4 separate regions of the Mus musculus genome follow, and regions 1, 2 and 3 are each linked to region 4. Evidence: chromatin contacts called from public capture Hi-C and promoter capture Hi-C data. All regions are on one chromosome and are shown on one strand. Each heading gives the region's core, a stretch centred on a gene start, on an enhancer-like site or on the middle of the called end of the contact. The rest is flanking DNA. Distances are from core to core; before and after follow the strand shown.

The links. Promoter capture Hi-C pulls out the DNA fragments that hold promoters and counts their contacts. Capture Hi-C pulls out chosen DNA fragments and counts their contacts.
Region 1: a contact with region 4 is called in a promoter capture Hi-C map of stem cell-derived epiblast-like cells, with 2.1 times the contacts expected there. The contact joins the promoter of Otos here to the promoter of Kif1a in region 4. A contact is called at or near these places in 3 of 39 promoter capture datasets (embryonic stem cells, liver and stem cell-derived epiblast-like cells) and 1 of 115 datasets of contacts at active chromatin or transcription factors (bone marrow-derived macrophages).
Region 2: a contact with region 4 is called in a capture Hi-C map of embryonic stem cells, with 2.9 times the contacts expected there. The contact joins the promoter of Hdlbp here to the promoter of Kif1a in region 4. A contact is called at or near these places in 1 of 39 promoter capture datasets (frontonasal cranial neural crest), 3 of 115 datasets of contacts at active chromatin or transcription factors (embryonic limb bud, epiblast stem cells and stem cell-derived neural progenitor cells) and 1 of 9 other capture datasets (embryonic stem cells).
Region 3: a promoter capture Hi-C map of embryonic stem cells shows a contact between it and region 4, with 2.5 times the contacts expected there. The contact joins the promoter of Farp2 here to the promoter of Kif1a in region 4. A contact is called at or near these places in 8 of 39 promoter capture datasets (the C10 cell line, cranial neural crest, embryonic stem cells and 3 more), 2 of 484 Hi-C or Micro-C datasets (cortical neurons and rod photoreceptor) and 1 of 115 datasets of contacts at active chromatin or transcription factors (astrocytes).

The regions. Positions count from the first base shown.
Region 1 is chr1:92,647,395-92,650,094 of GRCm38.p6, reverse strand. It overlaps Otos (otospiralin), which reads left to right and starts at 1,254. Exons shown (of 5, transcript NM_153114.2): 1 at 1,254-1,344.
Region 2 is chr1:93,444,401-93,447,100 of GRCm38.p6, reverse strand. Hdlbp (high density lipoprotein (HDL) binding protein) reads left to right here and starts at 1,400. Exons shown (of 28, transcript NM_001301364.1): 1 at 1,400-1,521.
Region 3 is chr1:93,510,758-93,513,457 of GRCm38.p6, reverse strand. Farp2 (FERM, RhoGEF and pleckstrin domain protein 2) reads right to left here and starts at 1,354. Exons shown (of 27, transcript NM_145519.2): 1 at 1,274-1,354.
Region 4 is chr1:93,100,511-93,103,210 of GRCm38.p6, reverse strand. Kif1a (kinesin family member 1A) reads left to right here and starts at 1,337. Exons shown (of 49, transcript NM_001368847.1): 1 at 1,337-1,448.

The sequences.
Region 1 (2,700 bases), core at 5-2,504, 450 kb after region 4:
GCTTGTGTCAGCATGTCCGACGTGGTGAAGCCCTTGTGGGAAAAGCTCAGATGACATCCTTCACAGCCCAGGGTCAACACCAGCCCTTCCTGGGTTCCTGGGAATCTTTTCCCATGATGCAGAGAAATGCAGATGACAAAGAATCCTGTGAGAAAAAACAAACAAACAAACAAACAAAAAACCATGGGCCATGTGAGACCCATCCTTCTGTTGGGGGTCGCAAATGACCACAAGCTAAATATTCCTTGCTGGGAAGGGTATGTACTCCACCTCTCAGGGAGGCAGCTGTGGTGAACCAGGCAACTTCCCAGTGAGATGCCTGGCTCAGTGGTTCAGTTAACCCTTTATGTCACCGAGAAGCCACCAGTGGAGCTTCCTGCAGTCAGGGCAGGGCCTATAGCAATCCCTGGATCCTTGGCCTCAGCAAGATCTTTCAGTTCTGCCTGGGCTGGTTTCTGGATCCATTAGCCCCCAGGAACCCAGATGCTCTCTGTGCGTATTGGGGGTGCAGTATTGATTCCAGATGGTGGCCTCAGGTAGCGCCACACCTATCTTGCTCCTGCCTTCTGATCCCAGGCTCAGCCTCCAAAGCAGCCCGCCTCTTCCCATACTCTATGGGATGACAGCAATAGACACCTGCTTGTCTGTGCACATTGTAAGTGTGTACACACCTGTGTGTGCATATGGTGTTGGGAAGATGAGTGTTTCACCTAAAGTGAATATTTGGGGGTGGGTGGGTTGGGGGACAGATCCCTGGAGATGTTTGAGACATGAAACTTCCGCTAGAAAAGCTGGTCGCTTGAAATTCAAATGTAACCATGCGTCCTGTATTTCTTTCAGCCACACTGGAGTCCCTAGGACCCCCCAACCCCATCTCATCCCAATCCAGGTCAATTCTTCGTGGTTTCTGAAGGGGTACTCGCCGGGGTTGACCTGGGACCTTTTCAGAGAGTCTATGGTCAGTTCAGGAAAAGAACGAGGTATTTTAAAAGAAGGTGATCACATGCTTTCACATTTCAGCTTCAGATCCGTATGCGGTCAGTCTTATGACATGGAAGGAGACTTTGATTATTCCAGAACACAAACCCTGTCCTGTGGGCCAGCTGCACAGGAGCCTGTGAGCATGGCGCCCCCTGGAGGCCATCTCAGAAACATTCCACTCCAAGCTCTGAGCCTGTTCTCCAAGCAGCCTGGGACCGGCTGTCTCACCCCAGGCCCTTCTAGATTTCCTGTTAAAGCTGCCACACCCGCATCAGCTGTGGTGGCGTGGAGGGACTTCCACCTTGACAGGCTTTGCCAAGTCAGCTCAACACGCTCCCAGAATTCTCCCTTTTCATGTCCAAGGTAACATGTTTAGTTAAGCTCTTTAAAAGTCCGATAGGGATGTGTGTGTTTGAGGACAAACATGGGTGACATTAGAAGTCTGCGCCCCCCTCCTTTGTAGGAGCAGGGATGGCACTTCCCAAAGGAAATGTGTCTACCAGGGCATGTTTAGAGGGACAAGGGGCAGCATGACTTCTAGAACCTCTGAATCCCAGCTCTGTGTGGTCACATGACGCCACTCTCCTTGGGTTTGAATCCAGCCAGAAGACTCCAGCCCTGTCAGTGAGGTACTGCTCAGTCCCTGGGACACCCGGGTACTCTGCAGGCACAAGCGGGAGGGCAATGCTGCCATCTGGGACGGAGGACTTAGGGCAGATGTCAGTCTGGGAGATGTGAGGAGAAGGCAGACTGTGAGCCATCACCCCCTACACCCCAGTACTTATGCTGGCCACGGTCCAGGAAACAGGAAGTGACTCTAGGATCAGTTATAAGCCACTTCCGAGGCTTTGCGGGGCTCGGGGATGTATGAACAGTGCAAAACACAGGCGGACCATTCCGTGGCAGAGAAGAATGCAGGAAAACACACTGGCACGATGAACTGTGGCCTTGAGACTTTAAATTATGAGCACCTGCCTGTGTCCATGTTGGGACAGCTCAATGGATGATGGTAAGCTACTCTGGGCTCTGCCTTCTAGGAGAATGAATTTGGGTTGCGCTAGCATTTCAGAGTACAGGCAGGGGCATCTGCGAGGCTCAAGGAGTAATTATTAGTCAGATGTGGTGTCCATGGATGGACAGCAGGGGGCGCCAGATACCTCTGACTCATTCCCAATCCTGGCGTTCGTTACCACAGGGTCCTTTTCAAGCTGACTGCCACGGGAGATAACAAGGGGCCTCTGTCCAGCAGAGTGGCCTTATACATCTAAGCATCTCTTGAATCCAAGCAGACAGACTGTTAAGACCTTGGAGGTTCCCTCCGAGTTTCTGTGTGGGGCGGGATATTATGCACTGGATATCATGCAGGCTTCTGAGCAGTCACTGGGCAGGTTTCAAGTTTGCCCATCCTATATGGTATTGTTCCTGGGCCCGACCTTTGGGAGCTTTTGAGAATTCGAACTCTTCCCTGCCCTCAAGCATTGAATTTTAGAAGGAATCCTAGCAATTATTAAAGGATGGAATCCAGTGTTTTGGGATTCCCATCAAATGTAGGAATGCAAGGGCCCTGGGGAAGGCATTTACCATTAAAAAAAATGACATTTACTTATTGTGTATGTGTTTGCAGTGTGTTCCAGGTGTGTATGTGTAGGTCAGAGAACAACTTGTGGGAGTTCGTTCTCTCCTTCCAGCATGTGAGATGTGGGGATCGAACTCGGTTTA
Region 2 (2,700 bases), core at 151-2,650, 340 kb before region 4:
AGCAGACATACTGACTGGTGGGTGCTTGCCTCTCCACATTAACTTTTTCACAGCCCGAGACCTCAGGAACAAAAGAATGACAACAAAAACATTTCTTCTAGTTGCTGGTTGGTTAATCACCAGGGAAAGACACCTTGCACAGTAATAATAACACAGAAGGAAAGACAACTTGGTGCCTACAGAGGCTTTAAGAAGCTCTATCACTCGGTGACTATGCTGGCAGCTTGGAAATGCCCTCTGGTCTTTTAAGCAGTACCTTCAGAGATTTATGTCATGAAGAACTGTGGTGTTCCTGTCAGCCGCATTACTGGCTCCTGGACTTCTCAATTCTGACACCTCAACTTTCAGATAGTTTCCTATTCAGCAGCCCCATCCCCATTCTTTCCAGCACATTCCATTTTCCCCCCTTGTCCTTCAGTCTAAAGTCTAGTTAGGGCAGCTCTTCCCAGTCCCTCAATCAAGAGCCCATCACCGTGCTGCTACCTTCTAAGTACATACTAAGTCTGATTGCTTATTTTGTTCACTGCTGCAAATGCTTGTAAGCCTTAGAATGACAACTACAGAAGGCCTCTTCAGCCCTTCCACATACCATTGTCCCACAAGAAAGGCACATATTATCCAGACCTGGTGGCTCACACTTGTAATCCAAACACTAGAGAAGGAAGCTGAGACAAATCTACACAGTGAAAAGTTGTCAGAAGTGGGGAAAAGAAGGTGGGGGCATCTGCTGTTGGTTACTAGCCTATTCTGTGCTGATGCATATCACTGCATATCACTGTCCAGTATAGGTCAGAAGTGTGCTCATGTCACCTCAGGAGAGGTTCAAAATAATGATTGTGTACAAATTCTTCAAGTAGTTGTCAATAAACGCAACAGGGCAGAACTAGTCCTTTCAAAGGAGGAAGCATTCTGAGGGCAGAGGTTCTGCTCTGTCCCAACTGAGTATGGGAGAGGTAGGAATTCACTGCAGGCTGGTCTGTACATATGGGACACTGAATAATACTGTGTAGAGGGCTTCGAAAGTTTTGGAGTTTGTTGTGTTGGACATTGAGGAATGGAGTAAGGATTTGCAGTAGAGGTGGGAGCAGGAGGAAGAGATCCCGAAGAGAATGAGAATGTGTTCCATCAGGGGGTGCTCTAGGGGATGGTAAAATGGTTTTCCGGGCTGTCTGCTGTCTGAGGTCCTCAGAGCTTTCTTTTCTCTTTTGGTGACACAGTTTCTGGTGGCCTCAACTCTGGCACCTCTGGCTCTGGGGCCTGCCTGTTCTCTGTAGGTAATTAACTTACCAACTCCTCGCCCCCTGTCAGGCCGCAGAACTCTTAAAGAGTTGGTCCGCTCCCGGGCGCTGTAGGGACCCCGCAGCGGGCGGGGCGGGCGGCCGGTCTGACGTGTCTCGGCGGGATTGGAGCCTCCGCCCTATATAGCAGCGGCGGCCCGGGCGCCGCGCCTCGGAGCGTCCCGGCTTCTCCCGCGCAGCGGCAGCGACAGACGGACAGACTCTCGGGTGGTCACACTCACGAGTGAGGATCGGGCGAGCTGGTGGGCGGGGGTGCCAGGGGCGGGGCGGCGGGGGGTCGCCGCTGAGCACGGCTGGGGTCGGTTCCTCAGCTCCCCGGCCGCACAGGCTCCTGGTCTCCAGCTACCGCGACGGGCGGGGGCCGCTACGTGTCACTCTGCGCATGGCCGCGCCGGAGCGCAGAAACTTTCCCAAGTCCGCCACGCGCCGCGGGTCTGCTTGCGGGCCCGGACCGCCTGGACTTCTAGCTCACCGGGCGGGCCGCCGCGATGGGGGAGGGGAACGACCTGGCCAGGTTGGTGACGTGGGCTGCCGAGCCGGCCCCTCCCCCGCACCCCTTCCCCCCAGCTCGGCCCGGCCGTACGGGCTGTGGACCGGACCTAGCTAGGTCAGTGGCGCCCTAGTTCGCGTCAAGCTGGGATCTTCACCCGGGGCCCCTATGTCCCGCGCGGTGCCTTGCTGCACCTTCACCTGCGGCGTCTGGCTACGTGGTCACTGGAGGACTCCCGGCCCAAGTACTACTTGGATGCGCCCCAGGGTCCATGGGTGAAAAATACATTACGGAAAAATACCGAATTTGGATGAAAGGCAGGGAGGCCGAGCAGGATACTGTCCCTTTAAGCCTGTCCCCGCCCGCGGGCGCTCTTGGCCGGTGGGAGGGCCATGCTGAGGTGGCATCTGCGAAAGTTCCTCCCAGGCTGGGTCTCTGACTTCCAGAGCTGGGTAATGCACTGGGCCGGCCTTGGTAGTCACAGACATAGTTTGTGATCTCAGCATAGCTGGGTTTTGTTTTTAATTTTGGAGTTTGTACTCTTCGGTATTTGGTGGGGAGAGGGCACCTTCGAAAAGCTTCTGAGGACGTAAAAGTGAAGTTTCAAATTTGGAAGAGAAACCTGCATCTCAGCTGAAGGTTTTCAAGGTGGAGGTTTTCAGTGCCCTCCATGTAGACTGGCCTACAGTATAAAGAACTTGAGTCCCTCTAGCTGAGGTTGATAGGAAATTCTTTCTGAAGCATAACTGAATTCTCCTTGCATAGTGTTGCCCCTTACATAAGTAGTTGGCACAACTTAGCACAGGGGAATCAATTTAAATACTTCCTTGTTCAGAATCAAGAAGGATTCTTCACATACAGCTTTTTCTATTTTCTGGATTAACAACAGGTTTCCAGCTGCCACAGCCTCAC
Region 3 (2,700 bases), core at 105-2,604, 410 kb before region 4:
CATGGCGCACCCCTGTGCTCCACCTACACTCAGCCCTCAGGTGGCTGACAAAGGAGGATGACGGGTTGGAGGCCAGCCCGGGCTATGGAAACTGTCTCAACAAAAAACGGTGGGGGACAGGGATATATGAAAACTTTAGAACTGACAACGAAACAGCCACAAAGCGCTTCACAAATGCCTTCCCACGTCCCGAAACTCACAAAACTTTTATTTGGCCTACAAGTAAAGGTTACTTCATACCTCCCCATTTCAAATGACCTTTCCATCTTGCTAACACTGTGAGAATCTGTGCTGCTGATCATAATGCCGTCTCCACAAGACCGACTCTAATTCGGTGCTACCCACTAATTACCAAATATTTTCACAGTGGCCCAGTCAAAAACACCTCATGGAAACAGAACAAAGCTAGGGAGAAAGGCCACCCCTTTAAAGATTCTGTCCGGAATCTTAAGGCTCTCCATTCTTTCTCAGCACGGTGTATCGACATTATTTCCTTCACGAATGCCTTGTTTTCATTTCAATTTTTCATCACCATTACTGGGACATGAAAGAGTTTAAGAAATCACTGCCACGTGTGTAAATGGCAAAGGTGCTTATAATCTCGGATGAGTAAAAGGCAGTGGGCCAGTACTGTTTCTAGATCTTAGCAGAGTAAGAATATCCGAGTCTCAGTTCTGAAGGAAAGGCCGAGAAGAAAAAAGAATGCCCTTCTGGGCTTTCATTTGTGGCTCCGGGTGCTGCTTCCCAAGGTGCTTTGTAGAGCACTGGCCTGGGGGTGGGGGCGGTCTTCAGCAGGACATTCTTGTGGCCCTTAACCCATCACGGGACACTCAGTGTCCACGAGAGATGCTGAGACTCTGATCACCCCCCTTCCTCGACAGCTGGTCTCCACGTGTGCTGTTCCTGTCCTCAGTACTCTGCTGACAGCCTGGCTCCTTGGAACTCTGCAGCTCTCAGCCCTCCCCAGACTGCCCATCTACAAAAGCAACTCTCCAGCCAGTCCTCAGCGGACATCCAGACTGGACCCGAGACTCTCCCTCCCTTCGCCCTCCACCGACAGGCCGTCCACAGACGTGTGTTGTCAAACGCGGACTCTGGCGCGCCTCACGAAGGCCTCAGAGCCGGGCGTGGACTTTCTCTGGTGGACGGCCAGCCTCAGGCCTGGTCCGGCTCGGGTTCCGCTGAGGTCCGGCCAACGAAGGAAGCCCATGCCCAACCCAGCGCCCCTGCGCGGCTCGCTCCCCTCCCCCGCCCACGGCCGCCGCGTCCTCACCGTGCCACACCGGCCTGCGCCGCCGCCAGCCAGGCCTCCTCCACGTCCTGCGCCCGCGCCGCCCGATCCCGACAGCTAGCTGCTTCCCCGCCCCCGCCGCGCGTCCGCCGCAGCCCCGCCCCCCCGCGGACGCACCACCGATTGGCCTGCGGGCGGGTCCTCCCGACCGGCGCCTGCGAGCGCAGCACCTAGCTCTGATTGGTGATCACATGGGACAGGGCGGGGCGAGGGAGCCCCATAAAGTCAGAAGCAAAGCTGTGCAGCTTCTCCGCGGGTGCAACAGGGCTTCGGCGGGCTGTGCGTGTCCTCGGCCCTGGGAGGGGCTTTAGGACCTGAGGACTCTGTGCTGGGTGGGACTTAGGAAACCCGCGAGTTCTCCGTCTTAGTCTTCGCTTTGACAAGGCGACGGGAGGATTCTATCTTGGACGCAGCTTTGGAACAACGGGAGGACTACCCCAGACCTGGACTCTGGAATGCGGGTGGCCCTGGGCGGGACTTTTGGCACAGGGGCGGGTCTCAGCCTACAGCCTGGCTTTGGCAAGCAGGGCAGCCCCGATTCTGGGTGGGGCCTTGGACTTCAAGCTCGCGGGACTATTCTGGCATTCAGGCCTCCCTGACTACTAGGCTCTTTCCTACCTTCCATCCGTGGTGCCCAACCAGGGAATAGTGGAACCGTGGTCTTTAGGCACCAGCTGTTCCTAAAGGGACGCTTTTGAGGTGCAGGCTACGCTAAGAGTCCTCGAAGCCCTCGCGGTTCCTTTCTGGATTTGAGGCTTTCTGGAAATGAAAAATGGTGAGACTGGATTCTGGTCCTTCCACTTCAGACTTGCAGCAAACTCACTTTCTTCTTCCATTGGTTAAGCGAATGGGCCTGCAGGGAGCCAGCCCTTTGAACCAGTCTAGGCTAAATAAATCCACACAGGCCCCCAAGCGATTCATATAGAACTCTAGCCTTTGGCAATAAGTCCTTAAGATAAGCAGGGAGGGCCTCAGCCCACTGGAGGGTGGGTGGGTGGGGGGGCTCTCTGCTTCTCCAAGGCAACCTAGAAGCTCAGGCTGACTGGGTCTGCAATTTTAGTAGGCTTCCCAACTTCCTCCACCACCTTGGCTATCCCTTATTTGTAACCAGCCACTGCCATAGCCACTGACTGTGATGTCCATCATTAAGAAAAGGAACTGGGCCGGGTGGTGTCGCACGCCTTTAATCCCAGCACTTGGGAGGCAGAGGCAGGCGGATTTCTGAGTTGGAGGCCAGCCTGGTCTACAAAGTGAGTTCCAGGACAGCCAGGGCTATACAGAGAAACCCTGTCTTGAAAAACCAAAAAAAAAAAAAAAAAGAAAAGGAGCTGGACTGGACAAGGCAAGAATGAGGTTTGACATGAGCAACCTAGTGATTTAGAGAGCAGGAGCCTCATTTCCTAGTGTCA
Region 4 (2,700 bases), core at 88-2,587:
ACGAGAGGAATGTCTAGAAAAAGCTGTGCCGGGATTAACAAGTGCAGCGGAAAATGGAGTCATAAACACTGTGCCTTTCTGTTCCTGCCATCCTTGAAGGTATTCTTATTCGGGTGATATTGAGGAACAGAAAGGGGTGAAGCTTCCCCCCACCCCGGCTTTGGAGGGGTGGGGCGGGAAAGGGGGTAGTCTCAGTCAGAAGATGGGGATCTGGCCTGTGCTGCCTACCAGTGCTGCTGCCTCTTGCTACACAGTTGCCAACTGAGGTTGGGCCCCCGCCTCACTCAGGCTGCTGTGGATTAAGTGGACAACCATTTAAAGTGCCCAGCAACTGCCAGGGGTAGAGGATGCTGCTGGCAGGAGCTTTTTGAAGAGGAAGCTTGAAACCCTAGTTTTATGGTAACGTGATGTCATCACTCCCACCACCGCAGTGCGGGGAGTCCTGGTGGGAGAGCTGACCATAGGCCTTAGCTGAGTTACTCAGCCCCGGGCTGTGGTTGGCCCTGTAATTCACCCAGCTGCCAGCCAACCCTCACTGAAAAAGGAAAATCTGAGACTTGGTGAAGGCTGAGGTTTGCCATCGAGGATCCAGGGAAGCGTGTGGGTTGAAGTCCTGAGGATTTAGGCTGGAGTGACCGTGTGTGATGATGGTCTAGGACCCATGGAACAGGGAGGGGGACAAGGAGGAGATCTCCACCTGACGGAAGGATGTGTGAGGAAAAGAGGTGCGGGTTAGCCTGCCGTCTGTAGCTTCACCCAGTCAGCAGAGCTCTCTGCAACGCTCTGACTTTTCTCTGGTGATAGGGCCCAAAAGCCAGATGAGATTTTTGAGACCTACCTGTTAACACTTGGAGTCTAAATCCCTAACCCGCCCCAAAATCCCCTCTTCAGTGAAAGATGCGCCTCAACCCCATCCTAGCCTTCCCCCCACCCCCCACGATAAGCCTGTGTTGATGTCTCTTGGTCCTGCAGATGGATGTTTTACAGTTTTTATGATTTCAATTGAAAGCAGTCAGCATGAGGAAGGGCTCAGGGTCTGCAGGCAGGTTCAGCTGGGCGCCACCGGGTCCCTCTCCTTTGGGAGTGATAGGCACTGCTGAGCGAGGGGGTGCTGCACCCGATTACGGGCGTCCGTCTCCCACCTCTCACTGGTGATGTCACAGCCCTGCCCCAACCCCCTCCCGCTCCAACCTCGTCTCTTCTGTGCCGCTTTGCCCGTCCCTCTCCCTGTGCGACAAACCAGCTGGCGGCTGAGCCTCGGACGCAGCGCTCAGCCAACCAGCGCATCGGGAGGGGCTTGGGGAGGGCCGGGTCGGGGGCGCGGAGCCCGTCACGCGGTGCCATCGTCACAGCACCAGGAGCAGGCAGTAAGAAGCATCAGTTCCAGGATCGGGGACCCTCCCCGGTGCCAGTGCCCATGCACGGCTATCCCCAGTGACGCCTGAGAGGTAAGGCTACTGCCCCCACGGCCTGTCGCCATCCGCGCTCATCATCCCGCACCTGTCCCTGGCATCGGGCACCCGCACTAAATGTGCATCTGATGGGAGATTCCGGACCAACGCCAATGTCCTTGTCGCAGCCCGAAGCGCGGGCTTGGAGCTGCGGCTTCCCTTCCCCCGACCTTCCCCCGCCTCTTAGAAGAACAAAGGGGCGAATTCAGGGGTGTCAGTGCTTCCTGCGAAGCTTTTCAGGGCCACAGAAAAGACTCTTTTGCTGAGGCGCGATACTTGGCCCATGTGGGTGGAGGTCGCCAGCTAGAGGAACAAGCAGATCTGGGCACAGCCTCCTTTCCCCGTATCCCTCCACTGCAGAGGAGCTACCCAGAGGGATGCGACAGAACCGCGGGGGAGGGGAGGCAGAGATGCCAAGTAGGGACCAGGACTAGGCTGAGGGGCGTCGAGACGGGGCACGGCTGCTGATCCAGGCCCTAGGGAGAGTACGCGGGGCAGCCGCTCTGGTCTCTGGTGGGGGAGGGCAGATGCTGGAGCCGACAGCAAAACAGGCGGGCGGGGCGGGGGATGCGGAGCCACGGCCAGGCACTGGCTTAATGCTGCCCATCACTCCTAGTGCTCCCGATGCTCCTCCCTTCAGAGACCCCATTTCCCTTCCAGAAAGACACAGTGTGGGAGGAACCACCAGCAGACATGCCTGGCGGCTACAAAGCCAGTGCCCCAGTAACAGGTGTGGTCCCAGGCTGGAGGGAGGGGGCTGGGAGACGCGTCGTCTGGGATGACAGAGGTCTCGGGGAGTCTGGCGTCAGTTGACTCTAGGAACATTGCCTGTGAAGACCCTCGCATTCCCTCATTAAGCCACTCCTCTCCCCAGCTGCTTCCCTTGGGAAGGCCACCGCCCTCTGCTCCCGAAGGGACAGGGACCACATTGGGGCTAAGGGAGAGGGTGGGTCTGCGGTGCAGTGAGGTGCAGGCTGCTGGGGGCCGCAGGAACGGGAGCGGGAGGGGGAGGGGACAGAGGGATTGCCAAGTCATGGGGCCTGCTGGGCGCCGGCGCGACGTCGCCCGGGCGCGGACCCGATGCGCGCCCACGTCCCCAGGAATGGGAATTTTTTCTCTCTCAGAGACCAGAGGACCCGTCCCCCAGTGGCTAGCCTTCCTAAGAGGGGACCGCATTGCTGGGATTAAAGGCCTGCTAGGGCAAGCGGATTGGATCAAGTGACTGCTGGTGGAGGAGGTGCGGAGAGTC